Regions from separate parts of the Zea mays genome. Here all the other regions are linked to region 1. Evidence: chromatin contacts called from public Hi-C data. All regions are on one chromosome and are shown on one strand. Each heading gives the region's core, a stretch centred on a gene start, on an enhancer-like site or on the middle of the called end of the contact. The rest is flanking DNA. Distances are from core to core; before and after follow the strand shown.

What was found. Hi-C and Micro-C count contacts between places; a contact is called where the count stands out from the background.
Region 2: a Hi-C map of tassel shows a contact between it and region 1, with 2.3 times the contacts expected there. The contact joins the promoter of LOC100216845 here to the promoter of LOC103647350 in region 1. A contact is called at or near these places in 3 of 25 Hi-C or Micro-C datasets (endosperm, leaf and tassel).
Region 3: a Hi-C map of endosperm shows a contact between it and region 1, with 3 times the contacts expected there. The contact joins the promoter of LOC103647355 here to the promoter of LOC103647350 in region 1. A contact is called at or near these places in 4 of 25 Hi-C or Micro-C datasets (ear, endosperm and leaf).

Annotation. Positions count from the first base shown.
Region 1 is chr2:177,941,637-177,945,409 of Zm-B73-REFERENCE-NAM-5.0, reverse strand. LOC103647350 (phosphatidylinositol N-acetylglucosaminyltransferase subunit P-like) reads right to left here and starts at 1,889. Exons shown (of 5, transcript NM_001301535.1): 1 at 1,691-1,889; 2 at 1,098-1,175; 3 at 1-301. The coding sequence starts at 271. It overlaps LOC100282682 (myb family transcription factor-related protein), which reads right to left. Exons shown (of 6, transcript NM_001155589.1): 6 at 3,194-3,773. The coding sequence ends at 3,706.
Region 2 is chr2:177,727,769-177,731,541 of Zm-B73-REFERENCE-NAM-5.0, reverse strand. It overlaps LOC100216845, which reads right to left and starts at 1,699. Exons shown (of 10, transcript NM_001143237.1): 1 at 1,509-1,699; 2 at 1,335-1,423; 3 at 195-510. The coding sequence starts at 1,402.
Region 3 is chr2:178,106,177-178,109,949 of Zm-B73-REFERENCE-NAM-5.0, reverse strand. LOC103647355 (leucine--tRNA ligase, cytoplasmic) reads left to right here and starts at 1,678. Exons shown (of 4, transcript XM_008671898.4): 1 at 1,678-2,324; 2 at 2,943-3,128; 3 at 3,234-3,303.

The DNA of each region.
Region 1 (3,773 bases), core at 640-3,139:
AGTAGGTGATGCCGAGTGACTGGAGGACGGGCTCGGGCGTGTATGCCCAGGCGAGGTACACGGCGGTGGCAATGACGGTGGTGATGGATCCAACGAAGCCGTACACCTCCGAAGGCTTGGGGCCATGGTCACGGGCGGCGAAAGAGGGAGACCTCGATGAGGGGGCCCAGTCACGATGGGGTCGCCGGTTGCGGATCAGGCTGACTGTTTGCCTGGGGCTGCGCACCACCAGCGACGGCGATGGTGACGTCGACGGTGGTGGCCACTCCATCGTCTTCACGCAGCAGTAGGGTAGTTCTGTCTTCATGTGCCAAAGAAACAAATGGGTTATACATGAAGGCTAGAACAAAGCAAGCATGGGCCAAATCGTGTATGGGCCCTGGGCTCGAGAAGGCGACCAATCCCACAAGTAAAATGTAAGTGACTGAACTCTAAAAAAATACATGGCCTACATGAACAGCTTCATTCGATATTATCATTCTACCAAGGTGATTGCCCATGCGTTTCAACAGGAGCAACAAAAAAATTGCATGGGATGTGTGGTATCCAAGCCAAAATCAAGATCATGGTAATTTGCTTCTGCATGCGTGTTGCACCATGATGTGACAAAACAAGATTGTGGATGAACTACACGTGATTGTTTGATTAACCGAGAGATTCAAGAACTTTATATATATGGTTGTGTTACTTGTGCACAAGAACTTGAGTTGAAAAATCAGTAAGCTCACATTGATAAGGCTTTAGAAGTGTGCCACTAAAATCTTGGAATACATGGCAAAAGAAATACTCTGTGTCTGGGCTTAAGGTTGGCAATCATTTCATAACCATACTTGACTAGGAATGCCACCAGTTTTGACAATAACGTCAGCGTAACAGCTCCTCAAGAGGGCTGCTTGCAAAAGGTTGTAGTCAGAATTGTGTACCAGGTTTGAGTTTTCTCCTAAATCTTTCATAGGGAAAGGATCAGACGATCCGATCATTAATGAGAAGCCTAGTGCATTGCTAGTGTAAAAAACTATACATGAACTGTATATTTAGCTCTTGCAGCAACCCACATGCACAAAAATATGTTCAGATAAGTACAAACTGGTACTGACCCAATAGAACTTTCTGACTTATGCAATTCCCTCTTCAATTCAGCAACTCTCTGCTTGCAAAGCTTTTTGAATCATGCACTGCCACATTGAAGCTAATAGGTTTATCAAAACTCAGAAAAATATTAGATACTTCACACCATTATAGATTTATAGTCAGCCACAAATCACTAACACACAAAGTGAAATAAGTGCAAAGATTTCTAGTGGTCCAGTGCAGCGTGCAGGGACACTGATCACCAGCCTTTTAGTGAAATCACAAGACTTTCCCTGACAATTATGCACACCATATGATGAAGAAATAGATGATATACGTCCAGAAATTCATAAAGTTCTTATTCAGTTCCTATACAGGCATATAAATGACCTGACACATCGGAATGCTCAATTAAAACGCTATCTCAGACTAATTTTTTTATCTCAATTGAAAAAACAGACTAGATTAGCGACGCAGAAACCGCATGAAAGCTAACGGAATCGAGACTGAGAAAGACAAATGTTTGGATTTGGTCCAGAACTGATAAAACCAACGAGCGACCTGGCACAAGAAGCAAGGGGATCCGTGGAACATGAGCGAGGCAGGGTCGCTGGCCTACCGGCGAGAGGAGGAAAAAGCAATCCAAGCAGAGACAGGCGGATCTCCAGTTGTCCCCTCCACGCCGCGCTAGCCCAGAGGGCGGGGCAACGGCGACGCCTCCCTGCGAGGGAGGAATGGCCTCGGGCCTGGCTCTACGCCGACGGTGGCGCCGCTCGCCGACGGCGAGGCGCGAGAAACTAGGAGGTGGCGGTAATGGAGGACAGAATGACAGAGCCGGTGGAGGGAAGGGAGTTGAGAGGAACAAGTGCAGACTGAAGACGGGGAATACCATCGTTTTTTTTAAAAAACAACGAACTTCGTAGCGGTTTTCGAATATTTTTTTAGAAAAAAAATGATTCACGAAAACCGTTTTTTTATTTTGGATTTGTAAACTGATCGAAAAATTCGAAATTTTGTCGAAAACCGTTTAGTTTCCTGTTTTTTGTGGTTAGTATGAAATTAAATTAAAACAATTTAGTTAATCCCTGGTCACATATCTAGCTGGCAAATGCTAACCGGCTAGATTGAATGGAATTAAAAAAAATTATAAAAGATTTTGATTTGTTTGATATTTAAACCCAACTAATACACATGGATTGACAGCAAAAAGGAACAAGCCCTGCAAGCCTGATGCTACCAGGATTTGTCTGCAGTCTTCAAAATCTCGGAATTACCATCCTTGCTGGAACTATCACATCTACTGATCAGGCAGGCCTCGAGCCCTCGATTTCATCTTGAAATAAAGCTTGTCCTTTTAAGTTCATTATCAATGAGAGTTTTGTTAGAGATTTATGACATTAATTAGTATACCACATAAGATTTTTTATGACATACCGATATATTTATTATGAAATATGTAAAAATAAATTCATCACCATAAAACTATGTCAAACACTGCTAAGGTATTGAAAAGCGCGTGAAATCATTATTGATAACAATTTATTTCATATCTATCTATTTCTATTTGTTATTTAGGTGCAACATTTAAGTCAAGTGTTACCCTATTAAATTATGTTATAAAACTCTTGGTTAAAAGAACATATTTTATTCTTTATTTTATCTTACTTTTATTGACATGACAATGTTGAAAATGGTGTGACGAAGCTAGCACGCGAAATATCCTAACCCCAGTTGGAAGCGAGCTGGTCGTTGTCGACACTCGACAGTAACCCAAGGCTTATTATTGTATTTGCATTTTTGGTTTTGGATGCTGGTATGGCAGGCATCTTCAGGAGGATGCTACGAATATCCGCCCTCAGTCACCCGTGTACCAAGGTTTATTTTCAAGCTATCACATCATGTCAGTTTGAATTTGACAGTCATTGCAACGGTTCTCTCTCTGGAAATTTCTAAATTTCATTATTTTAAGCCTAATGCGGAGAACCTGTAGTTTGGTCTGTCAATTAAAACGATACTGTTTTCCCAATCGAAATGGTGTATTAATCTTGTGCTGAATAGGTGGTTCAATCTTTTCAAAACGAAGAAAAGGAAAATATAGTTCAAAGTTGCAACTAGCAATTTGTGGGGGTACAAACTCAGCATGAATCTTTCATAAGCTGAATACACTAGTCTTCAAGTTCAACAGCAGGTGAAGTACTGGGATGCCTGCTGCATGCATGGACAACTGAGGCAAAGTACGAAGCTTGAAACATCTGGTGTTAACATGTCCCAGTCCCAACTCCCAACATGAATCGCTGTGCATACATGGATCAACACAGAGGACACTAGGACACGAGTCAACAACATCTCAAGTGTGCTAAGGATGCTAGCTAGTAGAATCATAATCTCATGACAAAATATGATAACTTTTTTTTTCAATCTAGCACATGCATGAGGCAGTTCACATGAACGTAGGTCTGTCTGTTTGATGCTTTGACTGATCAAACAAACACAGCAATATCTTGCTACCTGGAGAAAGTCAGCTACCACAAGACTGGACCACCAATTTCCCTTGTCACCACCAGTACCACCATATCCGACAACACTAGCAAAGACAGCCATCACCGCGCCCTCAGGCTTCGCCGATTTGTCAGTTCAAGAGGACCTCCGCTTGAGCTCATGCGACTTGTGGAGGAGCAGCGGCGGACATTCCATGCCTGATG
Region 2 (3,773 bases), core at 450-2,949, 210 kb after region 1:
TATATTGGACAGCCTCCATGATTAGGCTCCACAATTGGTATTTGGTATACTGATTAGTTCAGAAGCCGATATTGAGGAGTTGCATACAATGATTCGAAGTTATCAGATAGCATTCAATAAATTGGCTACATACGGTGAACAGGTCCACTGGCAAAGGAATAATAGCTGTGGGGTACTGGGGTATGACCACTTACTGGATCAGCAAATAGGTTGAACAAGAATGGTTGAACATCGTCTAGGGTTTCTGGACCACCAAGATTTAATAACAGTACTCCGATCTTTTCTTCAGCAAAACTGGAAGGTACACCTTTGTCATCATCAAAAGTGGTAACCACATTTGCAGAGGAAGAACTAGCAGAAAGATTCCACTGATTTTTAAGCACTGGAGTTTTGTATGCCAAACGAGAGGATCCATCTGTTGCCAATTGCAACGGCTTAACATTCACATGCAAGTTCAGCTCGTGTTTGGTAGAACAAGTAAAACTTGTAGAGGTTGTTTTGCCACATGACCTGCCAACAGTAGACCAACAATCAAATATCAAATCCATGATGTATGCTTGGATGCCAACAGAAGACATCAGCCAATCTGAAGACAACGGCCATTCCGTATGTCCACCCCCAGTAGCGATATCATCTAACCTCAGCTTGAGCACATCTCTAAAAGATTGTAAAATTAGTGATGTGAAGGTCTGAAGGATGAAGTGTCACATAGCATTATGCCCTGATTTACTACAGGTTCAAATCAAAATGTCTACCACCAGCTAGCCATAACCTTGATTTAGCTATATAACTTAAATACTTACATATACTCCGACGAGTAGGTCCTTTTAAATTCGTATAAATTCAGTTTTCAGAGTATTACAAAAACAATCAACTAAACAGATACTGTGGGTTTATAAACTGCCTCGTAGCATTAACCCTTCTTCCAGAAAGTACAAACCCAAGGTTTGTAAACCCACGGTATTGTATTATGCCAGCAGATTAGATACACTCAATTCTTCTCGTAACATATCTTCTATTGAGATCAAATAGAAATTGATCTTACTCAGGTACTAATTTCCCAAATGAGGGTTGCTCGGGTGGGGAAACAATGGATCACTAGTGAAAAAAATGTTAGAACGGAAAAACTAAATAATGGTAGAATACCACGGCTTCACAGCCCCAAGGTCAGGAGCAGTGGTAAAATGATCAATTCTAGGATCATATACAACATTTTTCACTCCAACCATCATAAAAACTGAATTAGTTAGTTCCACGATACGATCCCGGACCTGACTAGACCGGATCACAAAGCAAAAAAATGATAAGAGAAAAAGGGACCGAGGGGCACTCACATCGCGGCCCCGGTCTTCGACCCCAAGATTTGGACGGCGCCCCTGGAGCCAAGAATCCCGCGCTCCATGATCCTTCCTGCAGGAATTTTCTTTTTAGGAATATAAAAGATAAGTAAAAGCAACCCTTGATCGGTGGAGAACGTGGGGTCCTGCAGCCATGAGGAGGAGACCAACCGGGGAGCGGCGGAGAGGAAGGGCGGAAGGAGCAACGTGGAGTGAGATCTGCTTGTGCCTGCTCGCTGTCCTGACACCTGAGTATTGGGGGAGTGGCGTGATGGCGTTGGGCGAGGATCTCGGTCTTCTTCGCGCCTTCCTGTGTCCCCTCGACTGTTGTCTGCCGTCTGCTATTTGCTTTCCGCTTTCGGTCGGTTTGGGTTTGGCGGGGGCGTGATTGCGTGAACGAGAAGACGAAGAAATGCTGGCCTGCTGGGTCAGTCGACAGCCCCCGAAATGACGAAGGCCGGGAGGCGTGGAAAGTGGACACGTACGTGCTGACCGGGGATTTGAAGAGGTTGAATATCAATGGATTTTCTAATTTATGGCTAGTTTGGAACACCTTCTATTTTCTCAAGTAATTTCTATTTTTCTATGGGAAAAATAAACTTAGAAAAATAAAAATCCCTTGATAAAATGGTGTTACTAAACTAGCCTTTGGGATTGGTTTAGTGATAAGAAAATTATAGAAGATTTATGGAGGAGAAAATACATTGCTATTTAAATTGAATAGGAAGAGATTTTTCCTCTCTCATATATCCTCTCTAAATCTCTTGTCACCAAATCAGCACTAAGAATTTATTTGGAAGCACTATAGGATTTGGGTTTCTAAACTCGCCCTAAGGGCTAGTTTAGGAGCAAGCTGAATGAAGGGATTGGAAGGGCTAAATTCCTCTCGCTATTCAATTTTAAATAGCGAGCGGAATTTAGCCCCTACAATCCCCTTCTCTCAAACATGCTCTAAGGTTAGGTCAACACCACGTTGACTTTTTGATCACGTATTTCTAAGATCTTGTATATATTTGTTAAGGTGTGCACCATGGTAAAACTGGAGTTGTCTTCATGCAATCACTACGTCACTGCTCCGTTGGTTATCATCTGTGACACACGAGTGACCTCGTCACGAAGGCTTATCCCTGCAATCGCAATATAACACAAGCAAGAACATGAAGAACACAATCAAAATTGCATTGATCACGAGGTGGGGTGTCACATCGATGAACGACGATACTGTTCGATTACAGATATGATATAAGCAAAACCCAAACCCTAATGTGGCGACGACTACTGTTAAAATAGAGGTTAGGGGCATGCACAACCCCTAGAGGTACCCCTAATGGGTTCCAACACGATACACGACCCAACAGCCCAACAGACGGTGTTGCACCACTAAAATAGAATCTGAACGCTGACTTGTTTCAACGATTCCCATCGACTCCAGATGAATTTTAAGGTTGTTCCAGTTGGGTTGGAAATCTTACCTTCTTATCTTTAAATTCATATAAAGTCCAAACTGATCGGAGTTCAGATGCATCTTGGGCGTCCGTTTTAGTGCAGACTAGTCCTGAACTCCGAGGTGGAGAAGAAGTTGAGTCAAACTTGGCTTTCTCTTGTTGTGAACGTCATAGCTTCTCCTCCTTGACATCTTGGCATTTTCCAAGTCCTTGATGGTTCTCTCCAAGATTTCTAATCATCAAAACATCCATGGCACAAAGCGTAAGCTCTAAAATACAATTGACTAGGTAAGAATGAACCTAGACATTTATTTGTCATGCGCGTGCTCGTGTTATCGGCCCATGCATTATTTGTATGGGAGTGATGTCCTCGTCATCCTCCTCCACTTGAATTGGAGTCGTCATCGACTCAAGCGGTGGCCGAGCAACCCTAAGATGTACAAGGCTTTTAGCATTTTAGCCCCAAAATAGGTGTCACTGATTTCTGACAAATTCTGGAGGTAATCTTATTATGATGATTCCAATCAACTCCAAGCATATTTTGACCTGGGACCAGTTGGGTTGGAACACCTATCTCTTTAACTTTCTAACGGTATCTAGAACATCGAGAACGGAGTCCGTATGTGGCCTAAGCGTCCGTTTTCATAAGACCCACTCCTGCAATCCAAACCAGATCCGAGGATAAACTTGACTTCGACTCCCCTTGAGGTTGGGACTCCATGATTGTTTGGGCCTTAACCATATAGTTGACGTCCATGTACTCATCATTCTCCCCTTCTTGGTTTTGAGTCGTACTCGACTCAAAGTCGTTGGTGCCTGCAAAAGGTGTTGATTTAGTGCTTGATGTCGTCCAACCTTGCTCCCCTTCTTGAAGTTGACACTGTTATTGTAAAACATACAAAGAAGGACAAGTGGAATTGTAAGTAATATGTGTTGGGGCGAAGGCAAAGACGCCACCCTTCGCTCGAGGCCTTCGCTGCAGTCGCTGGTC
Region 3 (3,773 bases), core at 429-2,928, 160 kb before region 1:
GTGTGATCCTTAGAACCGGCCATTTATGGGCCGATTTTTAGCAGATCTAGACACCTATTCCCCAGCGGAGTCGCCAAAAAGTATGTTGACGCTTTTTCGGAGCGCCAATCACTCAAGAAGAACCGGCGGCGGTGCCCTCTGCACAGGGGCGGCCGGTCCGCGCGCAGGGGTCGGACGGTCCGCGGCCTGGTGCGAGGCGTGGCGGTGCTCTCTGCACAAGAGCGGACGGTCCGCGACATAGGGCCGGACGGTCCGCGACCTGGTGCAGGAGCTAGGATTCCCTGCCTAACGGCCGGACGGTCCGCGCCCTAGGGCCGGACGGTCCGCACGTGCGTAGGGGCGGCGGAAGATCGCCGACGGCGCCTGGATCTCGCTCCCGGGAGGGACCCCGTCGGGGAGGAGAGATCCTAGGAGTTGTCTAGGCTCGGGCAGGCCGACCTAGACTCCTCTAATCGACGTAGAGTCGAGGAGAGGCGGAGAATTTGGGGATTGGAATACTAAACTAGGGCTAAACTAGAAATAGACTAGAACTACTCCTAATGCATAAGGTAAAAACGAGTAATAGACTTGATTTGTTCGATTGTTGGGGGTTCAATCGGCCGTAGCCCTTCATCTATATAAAGGGGGAGGTCTGGATCCGTTTCCAACTGTTTCCCGAGTTAATCCCGCGGTTTTAGGTAACAAATCCCGCGAGAAACTAGGAACCCTAACTGACTCTGCGCGCGCGGACCGTCCGCGTCACCACCGCGGACAGTCCGGACCGCGGACCGTCCGGCCTCGGGGCCGGACCGTCTGCACTGCTCTTTTTAGAGCTCAACAGCCGCTCACTAATAGGCAGCTTAAAATGGGCCGCTCACATACTATAAGACACTTTACGAGAAGAAGTATTAAATATATAGATTATATTATGGAATAATTATTATATGAGTAGACTTTTAGTCAGTTATATGTGACATTATAATATTATAAAGCCTATTATGATCTATACTATTAAACTTGCTATTATGTGACGCACTGCATATAAAACTAGTGTTTTAAAGAAGCAGACCCTTAGGGAGACCGATTATTAATAGATAAAGGGCCTGTTTGTTTACCTCCCAGATTATATAATCTGGATTAAATAATCCTAAGAGACAAACAAACAGTCTAGCTTATTTGCCCAGATTATATAATCTAAGCCCTTGGATTATGATAATCCATAAGCAAGTGAGGAGGTGCTTATTTCAGATTATTTTTTTCCCACTTCCCACTACCCTTTCAAGTTTCCTAGAAATTACCCACCATTGCCATTATAATCTACCGAATCGTTTTTGCGCCTATCGGATCGGAGAAGCCTGCCACCCAACAGAAACACGCCAGATAATCTGGGTAAACAAACATGACTACTCAGATTATATAATCCAAATTATATAATCCAGATTATATAATCCTGCAAAAATAATCCAGATTATATAATCCATTGGGGTAAACAAACAGTCCCAAAGTCCATTTTTCGACCCCCAACTTGCACAAAGGTCTAATTTTAAACCCTATACTACCAAATAGGGTACCAAACACCCCCCTGAAGGCATCCCAACAGCTCCTTAATTTCATTCCCAAATTCATGTTTTAGGAAAAAAACAAGAAAACAAGCACTCCAACAATTCCCTAATTACCTTCCCTTTCCTCCCGCGCGCGCAAAAACCCAGTCGCGCGCCCAGATATCCGCCGTCCTCCCTCGACCGCCGTCGTTCGTCTGCTCGACCCTCGTCCCTTCATCTCCTCGACGACGACGACCTTCATCCAGGCCACGCCCCTCGTCGCCGAGACACCGCCGGCAAACATCCAACACCTCGACGACATATCTAGGAGGCAGCCCCGGTCGGAAGTTGCGGCCCACTAGAGGCCCATCGTCGGGCCCAGCCCCAACCCTAGCTCCAGCCGCCGCTTGGCTCTCCTGCTGTCCGTCCTGGTACCGCGCGGCCGCACCACCTCTCCAGGCTCCAGCTCCAGCGCCGCAGCGCGCTCGCCCGCGGCCCGCGCCTCCTGCTCCTGCCCTCCTCTGTCCTCTCCAGGCTCCAGCTCGCCCGTCAGGCCGCCACCGCCAGGCGCTCGCCCGCCAGCGCGCTCGCTCGCCAGGCCGCCACCGCCAGGCGCAGCCGCCCACAGCGGCCACAGCGCGCTCGCCCCGTCGCCCGCCACCGCCAGGCGCCAGCCGCGGAGCGCCGGAGGCCCGGAGCCGCAGGCCGCCGCAGCGCTCGCCCGGAGCCGCAGGCCGCAGCGCGCTCGCCCGCAGTGGTGTCGTCGTGCTCACCTACGAGCTCCGCGACCGCATCGTTAAGCTGGTAAGCTCCCTCTACCCGTAGAAGCTTGTTTAGATCTCTGTGAATGCCAAATTTATTGATTTCTGATTCACTCCATTTCATTAAGAAAACTACGGACCGAGGAATCTTTTGATTGAGCAATCACATAGTGCTTGCTAACTATTTCTAGCCCTTTGATACTTTTGCATGTGTGTTACTGAGACATCCTATCTTGGTTGTGCAACCATTAAAATATGCAAATCTTACCCCATAAGTGACAAACGTTGCCTGGTTGTCTGCCATGGTAACTGTCTTTTTGACATCGCCCGAGAAATGATATGTACCTTACTCATCTAACTTGTCCCTTACACCCACCATATTTGATCACACCGAATGTTTACTAGCTTTGAGGTTGGTGGCATGAGTGTCTCAAATATAAAGGATGTTTTATATTCCTCAAAACTACAGTTAGACAAATTTCTATAATTGATCACATAATATGGTCTGAACAAAAAAAATACATTCTATTATATAAAGCCGGCATTCAAAACGACACCTAACTTATGTGGTGTCCTCTCAATGGTGGTGACTTAACTGAATAGTTTGCACTGAACAGATGTTTTGTTGGTATGGGTAATTTATTGGATGGTTTTGATTCAGGTTTACTAGCTTACCCACGCACGGCCGCCGCCGCCTCACGCACGCAGCAGCCGGCCAGCCGCGGTACGTTCTCCAGGTCGTGCCGACGTCCGACGACAAAGAAGGCCCTGGGGGCGCTGGCGCGCATCGCGAGTCCCCTCGCCGGCAAGTATATTTGCAAGCAGACCCTCGAGCTCGTGCGTTTAGGTTCTCATACTTGTTTCTTGGTCCTGTTCGATTATGTACGAGCCTGCTTTCTGTTTAGGATTCTTCTCATTTGGTCGTGATGATTGATTGTGGTCGAATTTGCAGCCTCGGAGGGCAAGTTCCCGAACCGGGGAATCAAGGACGTCGTCAGGAGCATCTGTTGCGGGAACGTAGGGTTAGTCCCCCCCCCCCCCCCCCCCCCCAAGTTATTTTCCCTGCTTGTTCAGTGCTCGGTCAGTTGTAATTGCCTAGTTGGCTGGCAATGTGTAGTAAGTCCCAATGATCGATAGGGCAATTCGGTTCGTGGCCATAAGCACTTAAGCAGATGTCATAGTAAGATTGTAAGCATCTTTATCTTTTATGAATCAGCGAATCATCCTAGAACAGTAGTATTTATATTGTAATTCATGCGCCTTTTGAACTTAGACCTTTCACATGTAATATATGTGTACTGTACTTTTGGTTATTTTGTTTTTTTTCTATATTACCGAATTTCTTGGAAAATGTTCTACCTTCTCCTTGTGGGGTTAGACAGGGTTGTCTTGTTGTCATTGATCTGCTTGTCAATTGCTTTGGTGGGGTTGTTTCTAGCGCGAGCGGTGTGGAGAGGAGAGGAAGTGATGTCCATCCGCATCTCCTACCTTG